Linked DNA regions of Gossypium hirsutum: all the other regions are linked to region 2. The links are chromatin contacts, called in public Hi-C maps. All regions are on one chromosome and are shown on one strand. Each heading gives the region's core, a stretch centred on a gene start, on an enhancer-like site or on the middle of the called end of the contact. The rest is flanking DNA. Distances are from core to core; before and after follow the strand shown. Region 1 holds the start of LOC107951612. Region 2 holds the start of LOC107952014. Region 3 holds the start of LOC107951611 (40S ribosomal protein S18).

What was found. A called contact is a pair of places that touch in the nucleus more often than the background predicts.
Region 1: a contact with region 2 is called in a Hi-C map of hypocotyl, with 3 times the contacts expected there. The contact joins the promoter of LOC107951612 here to the promoter of LOC107952014 in region 2. A contact is called at or near these places in 9 of 34 Hi-C or Micro-C datasets (callus, hypocotyl, leaf and 1 more).
Region 3: a contact with region 2 is called in a Hi-C map of leaf, with 3 times the contacts expected there. The contact joins the promoter of LOC107951611 here to the promoter of LOC107952014 in region 2. A contact is called at or near these places in 6 of 34 Hi-C or Micro-C datasets (callus, hypocotyl and leaf).

What each region holds. Positions count from the first base shown.
Region 1 is chrA02:10,659,199-10,664,210 of Gossypium_hirsutum_v2.1, forward strand. LOC107951612 reads left to right here and starts at 1,425. Exons shown (of 3, transcript XM_016886713.2): 1 at 1,425-1,918; 2 at 3,682-3,762; 3 at 4,934-5,012. The coding sequence starts at 1,760.
Region 2 is chrA02:10,857,970-10,862,589 of Gossypium_hirsutum_v2.1, forward strand. LOC107952014 reads right to left here and starts at 1,530. Exons shown (of 3, transcript XR_005911929.1): 1 at 903-1,530; 2 at 517-631; 3 at 1-349.
Region 3 is chrA02:10,636,719-10,641,278 of Gossypium_hirsutum_v2.1, forward strand. LOC107951611 (40S ribosomal protein S18) reads left to right here and starts at 1,454. Exons shown (of 4, transcript XM_016886712.2): 1 at 1,454-1,584; 2 at 1,822-1,982; 3 at 2,257-2,445; 4 at 2,765-3,043. The coding sequence starts at 1,582. The coding sequence ends at 2,870.

The DNA.
Region 1 (5,012 bases), core at 175-2,674, 200 kb before region 2:
TTTATACAGTTGGTTGAGTTTGAGTCGAGTAGCACCACGAACCCTATCCTAGCGTCGGATACGGGTGAGGGGTGTTATATTATCTTACTTGTAACTATGAGTGATGGGGAGCACACAGTCATAATTAACATCGAATTGTTAATTGTGGACCAACCTTTCACATACAATGCCATATTTGGAAGGCCACTAATAAGAAAAGCTAAGTTAATTCTAGCTACCTTTAGTGTAACAACTAAATGCCCAACCCCTCAAGGAACTGACATATAGAGGTCAACCAACAAAAAAAAATTGCCACATCTTATCATTGTAGTTAACACAATAAGAGAACCCATTGAAAAATAGAGTGAGGAGTAAGAAAGACACAACAAGACTTCTTCAAATAAACATTGACAATTAGGTGAATTTCTTAAATAAAATCACATTGAAGTTGGAAAGTCTATACATAGGATTGGAGTTGAGCTTATATAAAGTAAAATCTACAGAGAAAATAAAGAACTTTTCCCTATTTGAGAGTGAGGCGGATAAAATAACCAAAATAGTGGCAAGTCTCCCCAAATTGGAAAGAATAGCTCTAACAAGGTTATTGAGAAACAACGTGGATATCTTCATATGGACCATCATAGACATGCTAGGCATCGACCCTTTAGTAATTGTCCATTCATTGAATGTTACAGCTTGGAAAAATCGATTAAACAGAAGAAAAGAGAATTTTTGAATAAGAAAATCCAATGGGCCAAAACTAAAGTAACCAAGCTCCTATCCACTATTTTATCTGAAATGTAGTCTATTTAGATTAAGTGTCAAATGTAGTGATGGTTAATAAACCCAATAGGAATTGGTGAATATGCATGGACTTCACCAACCTCAACAAAGCATACCCCAATGATAACTTTCCCCTACTGTCTATCAATAAGTTAGTTTATTCAACCGCTAGTCATAGGTGCATGAGCTTCATGGATGTATTTTCAGAGTACAATCAGATCCAAATAAATTCCAATGATCAAGAGAAAACCTATATTATTATAAAAGATGACCTATTCTATTACAAGATAATATCTTTTGGCCTAAAAAAAACAAGGGCCACTTATCAAAAATTGGTAAATAATGTTTTTAAGAAGCAAATTAAAAGACATATGTAGGTCTATATGGATGATATGATAGTCAAAAGTGTGACCATGGACCAACACTTGAAAGATTGATAGGAGGTGAACCATTCTCTCTCTCACCTGTTCTCATTTCAGCTTCAATAAGCGCTTATCTTCTACCATCTCCAATCACCTTATCTAACGAACCTTTGCCTTGTACTAAACGAGATGCATTACATATCCCCATCATTATGTCCATTCTCCACCTTGTTCAATTAAGCCATCAACAAGGTTATAATATTAAAATAAAAATAAAGGTATATGGATTATTTAAGAAGCACGTACAAACGTTGGAATATGGACGGTGTGAACTAATTACCAAAACATTGAATCTCCTTTTTAAAGTGCTTATTTTATTATTCAAAATCCAAACGTCAATTAAAAGCTGTATCCATTTATGTTACGCGGTTCAACCGCACTGTTTAAACTGTCCCTCCAGCCTCTCTTTGTCTTCAAACTAAAGTTACCAAAAACGAACCAACCTTTCTCTCTTATACAAAATAACCAGAAAAAAAATATTTAAAAAAGAAAGAAAAAAGGGAAAAATTCTCTCTTTTTTCATCAATCGTGAAAAGCTTCTAAAAGCTTTTTCGATCAGAACCCAATCGAGGAATATGGGGAAGAAAAGGAAGTCAATAGCGACGAGCCTTGATGAGGTGGATCGGACTATGTATGCTTCGTTTTGCAGCGCTGCTAACTCTTTGTCTCAACTTTATACTCAGGCTATGAACCAGCAGAAACTCTCCTTTCAAGCCGGAAAAGGCCATAGCCTTGTACTCTCTCTTTCGTTAAAATTTTGTGTCTTTATTCGTATGCAATATTATATTGATGGGTTTTTGTATCCGATTTTTGAATCATGATTTTGTGTTTTACTTAGGTAGTTTAAAGTTATGATTTTGATCAATCTAGCCTGCTATATATATATTTATATATTTATATTTAATAATTATTGCAAAAAAAGAACGTATTTTTTATGTGGATACGGTTAGGGATTTGCTGGTTTTGCGTTAATATGATTAGCTTTTGTTCTGCTTGTGTTTCTGGGTATATTGCATTTTTTTGTTTGTGTGCTCTAGCTTGAAGGCAACTTGGTGCATTTTAATTTTGTTCAAAAACCTAAATGATAATTGTAATTAACAAAAAAAAAAGTTGTGGTTAATATGTTGATTTTTTTTGTCATCTTCTACTTATTTCTAAGAGTGGAACCGGTTGGTGTGGTAAGTTTAAACTCTTGGTGAGGTTCGAGTTGAGCTAATCTTTTGGTGAGCATTGATACATTTATAATAATGGTTTTCGAGTCTACAAAAGAATTTCCCTTTTCCTTCTTAGGTTCAATACTCTCTTATTGCATTGCCTTATTTGTGAAAACTGAGGAGTTTGGAAATTGAAGTACTGAAGTTAATAAGACCATTGATATTGCTTGCTTAAGTATATACTGTTTAAAGCTTGAATGAAAACTTGTTAGCCAGAGTCATCAATCCAGCTTTTCTAGAACCCTTTCCAGAGTTGTGATGTTACCTCTTTTTAGTGTTATTAAATGGGGTAAAAAATGGGAGGGGCGTATTGGCAGTTTGACGGAAGATTATTAATCTTTGATGGAGTCGCCTCACTCAAATGTGTTCAGACATGCTTTAGAAAAGCCGGATTATTGCATTTGTATGTTTGTGTGATTTAGCTTGAAGGCAGTGTGGTGCATCTTAATTTTGTTTAGAAACGTAACTGTAATTAACCAAAAAAAAAAAAAAGGTTGTGGTTAGTATGTCGATTTGTTGTTGTGTTATACTTATTTCTAAGAGTGGAACCAGTTGCTTCATGGTGTTTAAACTCATGGTGAGGTTGAGTTGAGCTAATCTTTTGGTGGGCATTGATGCATAATAAAAAAGGTTTTCAAATCAACAAAAGAACTTCCTTTTCCCTTCTTAGGCTCAGTGCGTTCTTATTGCATTGCCTTATTTGTTAAATTGGAGGAGTGTGGAAATTGAAATACTGAAGTTTTTCTTTCATCTTTTAGGTTAAGATTTCAGTCTTCACTTCCTTAGGCTTCTTAAAAGTGTAGCTAACGAAACCATTGGTATTGTTTGCTTAAATGTATGTTGTTTAAAGCTTGAATGGAAACTTGTTAACCATAATCATGCAACCATTTTATTTAGAAGCCTTCCAGAGTTTTGATGTTAATTTCTTTTAGTGTTAAAAAATAGTAACTAAAAAAGGGAAGGGTGTATTGGCAGTTTGACGGCAGATTATAAATCGTTGATAGAGTCAGCTCTCTCAAATGTGCTCAGACATGGTTTACAGTTATTATATTCAACTTGGAAGTTTAATTTCTAAAGAGGACTCTGGATGTCTTGTAAATTCTGCATGTTTCCTTTGTTAAGAGCAAAGGTCTATGTATATTTTCACACAATATTGAGTGTAAAATCTATGAAATTATAAAATTTCAGCCTTTATTTGGGATCTTGCTTATCCAATCATCTGTGAAGTGCTTCTAGTTGCGAGTTAGAAGTTAAGCTAATAGGACATTTCAACTTGCTTTCAGGAAAAACTTTATCAGTGGATTTGGAGACAACAAGAGGGAGGATCAAGGGTAACAACAATGGATATCCTCAATTACCTTCAGGTTTGTTGTTCTTTTTTACTGTTTTATCATTCGCAGTTGAGGCAGAAAATGAATCTGAATGCATAAACTTGCCTGGAAAAAAATCCAGATCCAGACTCTTGCATATCTAAATTATCATAAAAGCCAAACACCCTAAACCTAAAAGAATCCAAACATGAAGCAACCTGAACCCCAATTATCCAAACTTGAGATTGACCTGATTTAAATTCATAATAGCTCAAACTTAATAAAAAAAATATATTTAATAACAATGTTCCTCAAACCCAAGATACAACCCAGTCCTGAAATGGTTTGAACTTGAACCTGATATAGCCTGTTTGAAATTGTTTGTTTTCTCCTGTATCTGCCTTTCACTCTTGGAATGTGTTCATTCTGGAATTCTGTTATGAATACCTTAATGCATGTGGGCGCATAAAGATAGGCCTTATGCCATTTTATATTTAATGTAGCTCATTGAAATATTGTCTCCAGGCTCACTATTAAGGTTGGATGAATATCACTTTTCCTTAATTGCCTTTTTGAAATTGTATGACATATCCTTTGTCCTTTGCTGTCATTTTCAATTTGACTGTCATGTCTCTTCCTTCTTTCTTGTGTACCAGAGGGTCATATCCCCATACCTGTGTCTAGATTTGTATTGAATGCCGGTCTCAGACATGAGTGTTTAAAGGAAAATAAAGAGTCGGAGCAATGTAGGTTTACTAATATGTTAGAAGCCTACAATTTGTTTGAGAATTATATCTCTTATTTCAAATATGTTCTGTTTAATTCTCAAATTTTGCATCTGAAAGACTTATAAGAGGAGTTATTTTGCTGATCTTCAGTAGTTACGTGTTTACACTATGAGCTGGAGGTCAACTATAGCACAATTTGAAGGACATTATTACCAAAATGGTGAAAAGTACTGTTTGCTTTTGGAATTGGAAAATTGGGAATTAGTTTTATTATATTCTTCTAGTTTTGGCCCCTAAAGATGTGTGCAGGTGCTAGCATGCTTATTACAAAGATGAAAGATGGCTAGGCTAGATTTTCCCTTCTTACTTGAGGGAACCTTCTTGTGATTCCTTCGGAATTCCTTAGGATTTTGTGTTTTCCGATCCCTTCTATTTGTTGTATCTGATTATCTTTATTATATTCAGAAAATCTGAATATTTTTATGATCTCCTTGCAGAATGAGATAGACTACTGTGGTGAGGAGCCATCAATGTCACCTAGAGCACCAAGCCAACAGCACCAATCCCAGCCAACAA
Region 2 (4,620 bases), core at 280-2,779:
ATTCCCACATCCACTAACATACCATCAGGCAAAGCTCTAACCACCTCCAGATTATCGATTTGCATCGTGGCTTTGTTCAAACCTTTGCTAGTAGAATAAGTATGCCATCTAGAATGCCCATAGTTCAATCTCGAAAACTGAGCACTTTCCCAAATAGTGATTGTACCCCAAGATCCAGCTTCCATTTTGTTTTCATAGCACTCCATCAGCAGTAACACTTCTAGAGCCTCTATCAACCACACCATCAGTGAAAAGATGTACCCAATTGTCTGTCGAGGATGCTCGAACACCAGTAGGATGATTATTTTGCTTGAACCCAATATGGCTGAACTCATACTGTTGAGCGCAACTATAAGAAACTTTAACAATTTCAAGAGCATTCCAAGAGATACCTTGAAAGATAAATAGATTCCTATTTTTCCAGATATGCCAAGCTATTAACCCAAAAAGACAAGACCAAGTTATCCTTCGCCTAAGCAACATCTTGTAACAAAGAATGTTAGAAGTTAACCAAACCTGTAAAGGCTAGGAGAAAAACATGTGTTGTTGATCCAAAGGGACAATCTACATCCACACTTGTTTCGCTGTCGAACAATCCCGAAGCACATGTAAGATTTCCTCTGTTTTGTTCCTACAAAAAGAACAGAAGTTATCATATCCTATTCCTCACGTAGTACGCTTCATATTAGTAAGCAATCTTTGTTTAGAAACCAGCCACAAGAAATATTTGACTCTCTGAGGCCCTGGTACTTCCGCGTGTTCTTCCAGAAATCATCTTTAGGATTCCAAGTACTTTCCTTTAAAGACCAAAAGACACTTCAAGCAGAAAAAGACACTATCGTCGTATGAGCCCAAATAATCCTATTCGGTCCCAACGATGAGTGGGGGGAAGGAATACTTACTATTTATCTAACGACATCTTCTGATAACCAAACACAAAAAAGATCAAGATTTCAAGCTTCGTTCGGTGTAACCATTCTAGTGAGAAGGCAATCTAAGGCAAGATTAGTGTGAGTAGGAATTTGTATGATCAGAGGTCCTACTGTCAGAATCCATGAATCCTTCCAATAATGAATGCTATTACCATTTCCTACTGACCAAGCCAAAATTTCTCGAAATAATAGCCATACCTTTGAAAGGGCCCTTTCAAAGATAAAAACATCTACTTTGAGTAATGATATCCAGTAGTTGTTCTTTTCAATCATACTTAGCACGAAGGCCTTAGACCCAAAGAGCACTATCATTAGAAGCCAAATTGAACCCAATCTTCACCAGAAACGAAGTGTTTTGATCTCTCAAATACCGAAGACCAAGAACACCACAAAACCAAGGCTAATAGATGGATTTCCACCCGACTAAAGCCATCTTTTTCTATCCTCTAGAGTAACCCCAAATAAACTGTCTGGCCATTTTTTCAATTTCTGTGCAAGTTCCCTTAATAATTGCATAAAATAATTAGGAATTGAGAGAAGGACAGATTGAACCAAAGTAACTCTACCAGCTAAGGACAACTGTCTAGCATCCCAACTTTGTAATTTATGCCGAACCTTTTTCACCAGAAAACTTAAGGTAATATTGGTGACCTTTTCGTGGAGAAGAGGCACCCCCAAATATGAGTCAAGATTCTAAACCTTTTGAAACCTAAGGATCTCTCACAAATCTGATTGTTTAAGGCATCCCCAGTTCCATTAGAAAATAAAATATTACTTTTTAGGGCATTGATCTTATGTCCAGAATAACCACAGAAGTGTTCCACAATCCTATTAAGTACTTGTGCTTGCTCCAACTCTGCTTTGCAAAAAATAACTAAGTCGTCTGCAAAGAAAACATGAGATAAAGCAAGTCCAATCGTGAAAGCAGAATAGGACACTAATCACTAGAGTTTATAGCAGTACGAATATTACATCTTAACCATTCCATACACAAGACAAAAAGATAATGAGATAGAGGGCAACCCTGTCTAATACCTCTTGTCAAAATCTGCATCGTTAAGAAGATATGGCGATATAAAATATGGGTATCAGGAGTTTGGGTCTATTATTTATAAATGTATATAAAAATATAATATATTTAAAAGGGAGGGATAAACTTACATCGATATAAAATTTAAATGGTTTTACATCTTTCCGTAACTTTTTATATAATTATATTTTAACAATTCGACTGTAATATTTCATTCTCCTTTCATGTAGATTATGCATGTCAAGTTTGGCATAAATTAAAAATTTCTAACTATTCGTTTATGTATAAAAAATTCAACTGTTAAATGTATATTAATATAGACAATATTCTAGATCGATATGATAAAGATATCGGATCGTTCAAAAATATGCATGCATGCCAAGTGCAGATATACTGATAAATTCAATGGTTGAATTATTAGAATATTAATCGTATAAAAAGTTACAAGAGAATGTAAAACCACTTACGTTTTACACCGGCGTAAGTGGACCCCTTCCCTATTTAAAATATTAAATAAACATATATATAATCATGTTATATTGGGTTGGGTTGAATTCTAGTCTCTGGCTCATTTTTAAAACGTTTATTTATTTTTTGCATAAACTCATACTTTAAATTTAATATTTTTATTCAAATCCTCTCAGATTTCAAATAAACCTTTAAGCTACCTACATTTTAAATACTCTATTCTAAATTAGCTTTTATAAAAGCGGAAAACATTTAAACGTAACTTTTTGTTTAGTTTTTTACCCTATAAATAATGCTATATTTTTTTTTTTATGTTTTGATTTTGAAGCAATGCTTTTGAAATGTGATTGTGAAAATCTGTGGTGAACAAAAAAATTAATTTAATTTAAGATTTCAAGTATTTCATATTGGTGTCGAAAACTTTTGTTAGAAATTTAGAATGTGTAGGCTATAAATAATGTTGAGCGGTAAAATAATAAATTAATTTAAATTATATTCAAATATATAAAATATAAGCTTTAAATAATTTTAAATGTAGATTCTAAACACTTTTTAAGCAATTAAGAGGGTTAATTTATAATTTTTTCATCCAAGTAAGCTTTTGCAAAAACTAAAAATTGGGTTTTTTTCTTTCTTTCTTTTTTTTTTTTTTATGTTTGACTTGAAAAGTTAATTTGAAAGTAAAGTTGGGTGTTTATCGAGGTTTTGAAGGTGGATTTAAATAATAAATTTTTGAGAGAGATATAATGTAATTTTATTTTTATGTTAATGTAAAATATTATATTTTTAAAAGATTAAATTATAATTTTTTAACGGTGAAAACTTAATTTTAAATTTTAGGTATCTAAATGTAATAAAAACCAACTTTCTAACCGTAAAAGCATTATTTTTCGTATTTTTAATTTGAATATTTTTTTCCAACAATAGTTAAATATAATATTAATTTAACAACAGACATTACAATTTTTACCCGTTTTAACATATATTTTGAGATCGGTATACCATTTTTAAAGTACCCCGAAATGCATAAAATTGGTGCATTCTGAAAATAGAATAGTAGCTATCATAATAATAAAAGATCCTAAGCTAAATCAGTACATACACTTATTGTACATAAATCAAGTAGCTTCAAATAAATAAAAAGAATTTTACCAATTGAACTTTAGTTCAGTTGACACCGTCATTATTATAATTGTTATACCATTATCTATGTTAGAATATGTCGCAAGTCAAGAAAACGCCTGAACAATAAGAAAGTTGAAAGGTTATCTGCAAGCTCACTCTTTTGGGATCAACGGATGACCTAATCTTTATTTGGAACATGAAGTTATGAAGTTGTTAGTTACCAAACATTATATGGGTTCAACTATTTTATCTTATTAGAGTCAAAATGAATGACAAAATTTCTCTTGTTACAAACATCCCCATTCTATTGAAGATATCCTTTTCAGCATATTAACACCATCTTATGCAGAACCCTTACCTATAAATACCTCTAAGATTGATGAAGAAATGATCGATTCTCCAAGAATACTAAGCCAACACTCTTTCAACCCTCAACCTTTGGCTCTCCATCTCAACTGAGTAAACTGGCCTCCACAACAACCACCACCCTCTCCTCCATACTCACTCCTTGTTGTATCACTGTATCAACAATAACAATTATGCTACACTTGGTTATTGGTATAACAACGTGAGGAAAACACTTATTTATTACATATGTATTATAATAGTTAAATATAGAATAAAGAAAAACTCCGGTAAGAAAATTTTTCATTCTCTTTACTAAAAATAAGTCATGAGAGTGGTCAAATGCTACCAATTTAATTAGTTTATTGTTAACTCATATGCTAAAACATGCATAAAAAAATAATGATCCTACCAAACATAGCATTAAAATAATTTTATTATATTAAAAATTAATGAAATCGGTGACAAAACAGTCGGTTTTCTAAAATATCTACTAATTACATTTTTTAATATAAATTAATAAAGTGACAAAACATGTCGATTGTTTAGAGATTAAACATGAAATTAGTAACAACTGAAAAGTTTAATATAAATCTTTTGTCACTTTACCTATGGTTCAGTTGACCTCTCAAATCGATGTTGAAAATCATCAATTTGTTATTTATTTTTTTTTAGAAAAAACTGAATTACATAAAATATAAGTATTGATTATTTTATTCA
Region 3 (4,560 bases), core at 204-2,703, 220 kb before region 2:
TACAATAATCCCAGTTATTATCAGATCTAAGCAGGAATAGATTTAATGACCAAAGCCCAATATTTACTTCAACAAAAAACTTATAGCCTCTAGACTGATAGAAGAAGAATATTGGCATATGATATTGGAGTTGGATACACTCAGGATGATAGAAATAAAAAATATAGTTAACATAGAGATTGAAGATTTTTCATCACATATAATAGAAGAAATCAAGAACACGTGGGAAAATTGGAACTCACCAAGACTGTCAATTGATTCATTACATCTAGATGAAATTGAGGAAATGAATCTAGATAATATTCAGAAAGGATAAAAGCCAATTGGAAGAAACCAATAAAAATATCAAGGAAGTAACATGAGAAAGCAACATTCATGTCTAGACAAAAAAGGAAGCAACGTGGAAGCAACCATGTCATGGCAAAAATCATCAAATTAATGATGAAACATCATACTTATCAGAAAAACTATGCAGGATTCAAAGAAAATTAAATAGAGTTCAAGAATTCTCCTATAAATATAAATGAAGGAAGCCTAAGGAGGCATCGAAGTTAGAAAACCTTTCCCTATACACTTCTCATCCGCCAACCTCTCTTCATATCTACTTTTATCAACAATCTCTCTTTCTTTGTAAAAAATATTTTCCTTATTACTAGTTTTATTTTGTAAATTTATAATATTATCTATTGTCTCCCGTATCCCTTTGTAATTGGTATCAGAGCATCAAGGCTTTGAAATTAGTTGTTGGTAACTTAGTTGATCAAACATTAAGTCTCTTTGTTGAAGGCCCTGTCAGGTGAAATTTAGTCATATGATAAAGGAGGCAATGGATTTTAAAAAAAATTACATTCTACCCAATTTTTTTTTACATTACGATAAATTTAGCCCTTAACATTTAATCATTTTGTCACTTTGATTTTTATTTTTATTTTTTATTTTTGAATCATTTTGGTCCTTTAACTTTCAAATTTTAGTTAAATTATTTTCTTTTGAAAAAAAAATTTGACTAAACTATTAAAATTTTAACGGCATTAACTAAACTATATTTCGTACTAAAATTATCAATTCTTTTTTAGAATAATTATAAAAAAATTAAAATTTGATTCTAACACATTTATCAAATAAGTCATTAAGGGATTACTCTTTAAGGAATAATTACCACTTAGATACTTGTTCTTTTATATATATTTTTGGTACAACTTTTTCTTTTATATTTAATACTAAATAACTAAAATTTTTGCTTATAAAAGAAATAAATAACTACCATTTTAAAAACTTATTCACTTAAAAAAATTAATTAATTAATTTATTTATTCTTATTTAGATTATAATAATTTTAATAAATATTATTGTTTTGAAGTTTATGGATATGGATATTGATATTTATATTGGTTGTCCAAAAGTAAAAGATGATTTTGGGTTTTAGCCCAAAAACCCAACCCTAAAAGCCCACCGCAATCAATATATAATTTGTTAGAAGAAACCCTAGTCTATAGCTTGGCCTCCATTGGTATACTTCAAAGCTCATCTGTCAACCCAGAGCCCCTTCTCTCCGCCGAATCTCCTTTTTCTCCCGTAAAAATGGTAATTACAAATCCATCTTTTGCATCCGAATCCCCAATATTCACAACTCTCTTCTCATCAATTCATTACTTCATCTCTTCCTGTAGTTTTAACATGCTTTGTTTCTTGATCCGACTAACTGGAAAGGGGTTGTTATGAGCGTTTGTAAACTGGGACTTATATTATTTGAATTGGGGTTTATATTTTCTTCCCAAAGATTGTTGCTTTTAACCTCATTTTAATGTTTTATGTGTGTAGTCTCTGGTGGCCAACGAAGATTTTCAGCACATTTTGCGTGTCCTGAACACCAACGTTGATGGAAAGCAGAAGATTATGTTTGCTTTGACCTCCATCAAGGGTATCGGAAGGCGTTTCGCCAACATTGTTTGCAAGAAAGCCGATGTAGACATGAACAAGAGGTTTGCTTTTATCTTTCAAATTTGCATGTACAATGAAATACTGTTTATATATCCATTCTAGTCCTTAATTTTGAATAAGATGATTTATGGTACAAAGTTTAGGCAATGATATATGATTCGATCCCAATAGTTTTCGCATTGATTCGAATGTAACTTAGATCGAGTTTTCTTCCAGGTTCGAATTATGTATATATGTAGAGTAAGAGTGTAGGCTTTGGTATAATTAAATTGCTGAATGGCTTTCGGTTCTTGGTGCTACTTTTGTCGTTATTAGGGCTGGTGAACTGACTGCACAGGAATTGGACAATCTCATGACGATTGTGGCGAACCCGAGGCAGTTTAAAATCCCAGATTGGTTTTTGAACAGGCAGAAGGATTACAAGGATGGAAAGTATTCCCAAGTTGTGTCCAATGCTCTCGACATGAAGTTGAGAGATGACTTGGAGCGCTTGAAGAAGATCAGGTTAATTCCTTTTTTCCTGTTGATCTGTGCTAGAGTTAGCTTTTGCCCTTGTATATTTGATGCCTTAAAAGAACAATTGCTTTTGCCAATTTGTGTTACAAAGTTCTTATGCTGTATTGGTGATGTTTGTCGTTGATTAATATGAGAAAATAGCTGCAATAACCAGAGCTTAGAAATTTGAATACATTGTGTGTGCATATATTGGTTTGGTTAGTATACATGATAAATTGTTAAATGAACAATTTGCGATGTTATTTTATGGGGTACTGGGGCATGGGACGGAAACTGAACTAACTATCGATGTAAAACTGTGATGCAGGAACCACCGTGGTCTGAGGCACTACTGGGGCCTTCGTGTACGTGGTCAGCACACCAAGACTACTGGTCGCCGAGGAAAGACTGTTGGTGTGTCTAAGAAGCGTTGAATTCTTCATAACATAATCTATAGTATGATGAGGCAGATATTTATTTCTTTGCTTTTAAGCGATGTTTGCATCAAAGACAATTTTGGATTTGGTTTTGTTGTTTTAGTTGGTTTTTTAAACCTTGCAGACAAGTAGTGTTTCTCTTTTAATCGATTGTTTGATCTTTTTATCAATTGACATTAAGGATACCTGCTTTGATAGATTAAGATTACACATGTTTTCTTCACCTCAAGTCCAAGTCCTGAAGAATTGGTGGTGTCCATGACCAGATTGGGTTATTCACATATGGGTATTAACATCACATGGTTGTTCATGTTGGGTGCTCATATTTATAAATGATTGCTTTTATATGAAAATATATTATATTTATTTAATATTATTGAAAATAGGCATTTGTTACAGTGTTCAGGGACTTAATCTGTAAATTTCTCGTTTTGATTGGAAATTGAAAAAAGGACTTTAAGGGTGACGCAAACTTTTAAATATGGTAAATTGCTTTGCAAGCCATATTGTTTATTATTTTCTTTTAATCCCTTTAAACATAAAAAATAGAAAGGCTTCTTGATAATCAGTTCAAAAAGTTTTTTCTATTTTTGTAAAGAAGTCGATCTCAACTGGAAATGAATCTTATTTTGCGAAAAATAATTTTTTTGTTTAAATTATATTTGACAGAGCAGTTAACTGTATTTATTGTAATTTTCTTTCACTAACATTATATTTAGAAATTCTAAATTAACTAATAATTATAATGTATACATAATAAGATTTTTTAAATGCTTTTATAATTATGATTTTTTGCATGTCCATAAATCAAATTAATAATAAAATTATAATTATTTTTCGAAAAATAAGTAAAATTTTTTTTAATTGGAATTAGCTTTTTTTGCAAAAATACATTTTGGTAAAAAAATTCAGACTAATTGGTAAGAGATTTTTATATTTTTGGTGTTAAAAGGGAATAAAAGATAATAATAAATAAGGGAGGTTTATGAAATAATTTACCCTATTTAAAGTTTGGTGTTGGCACTCTTAAAGTCGCTGAATGTTTTAGGTCATCATATTTTAGTATGGTGCCCCCAATATGTCAAGCGGCACCGTCCGAACACTATAACAAATGCCTATTTTCGTAATTAATCTATTTTCTATATTTTTTTGTAATTAATTATTATTTTTATATTATTTGGGTAAAAAAGTCGAGTTATTGACTCCTTAAGGTTTCGATTACTAGTTGCCACCAACAAGATTAGGTTGATTTAAAGACTGTTGATAATGCATGGGTGGCTATTCCACTTAAGATTGTAGTGGTATTTTTTTTTGTCCATATGGGTTTGATTGTACTGGTTATCTTCATAGTCTTACTGGTTATAATATTTGTTTTGGTATTGATGATTATCTTGCTTGTATTTGACTATTTTTTTTGCATTTTTGGAATGTTCTGGATCGATCAAGCCACAACTTTTCATTTAGTTTTTATACACAACGTCGCTTATTATAATAATTAAATTATACAAGATGCTAGGCTCGACTGTGGTGGTGGTGGTTAACATGGTGTGTGGTGTGAAGAGAAACCACTGATAGAGTTTTAGGGTGGTGTTTTAGCAGAGTGATGCTATAAATTTGTCCGTGTTCCCTTTAATCTTGGAAAAATGAAGTATTTATAGGAGAAAAGAAGGTTTCGAGTGGGTCCCTC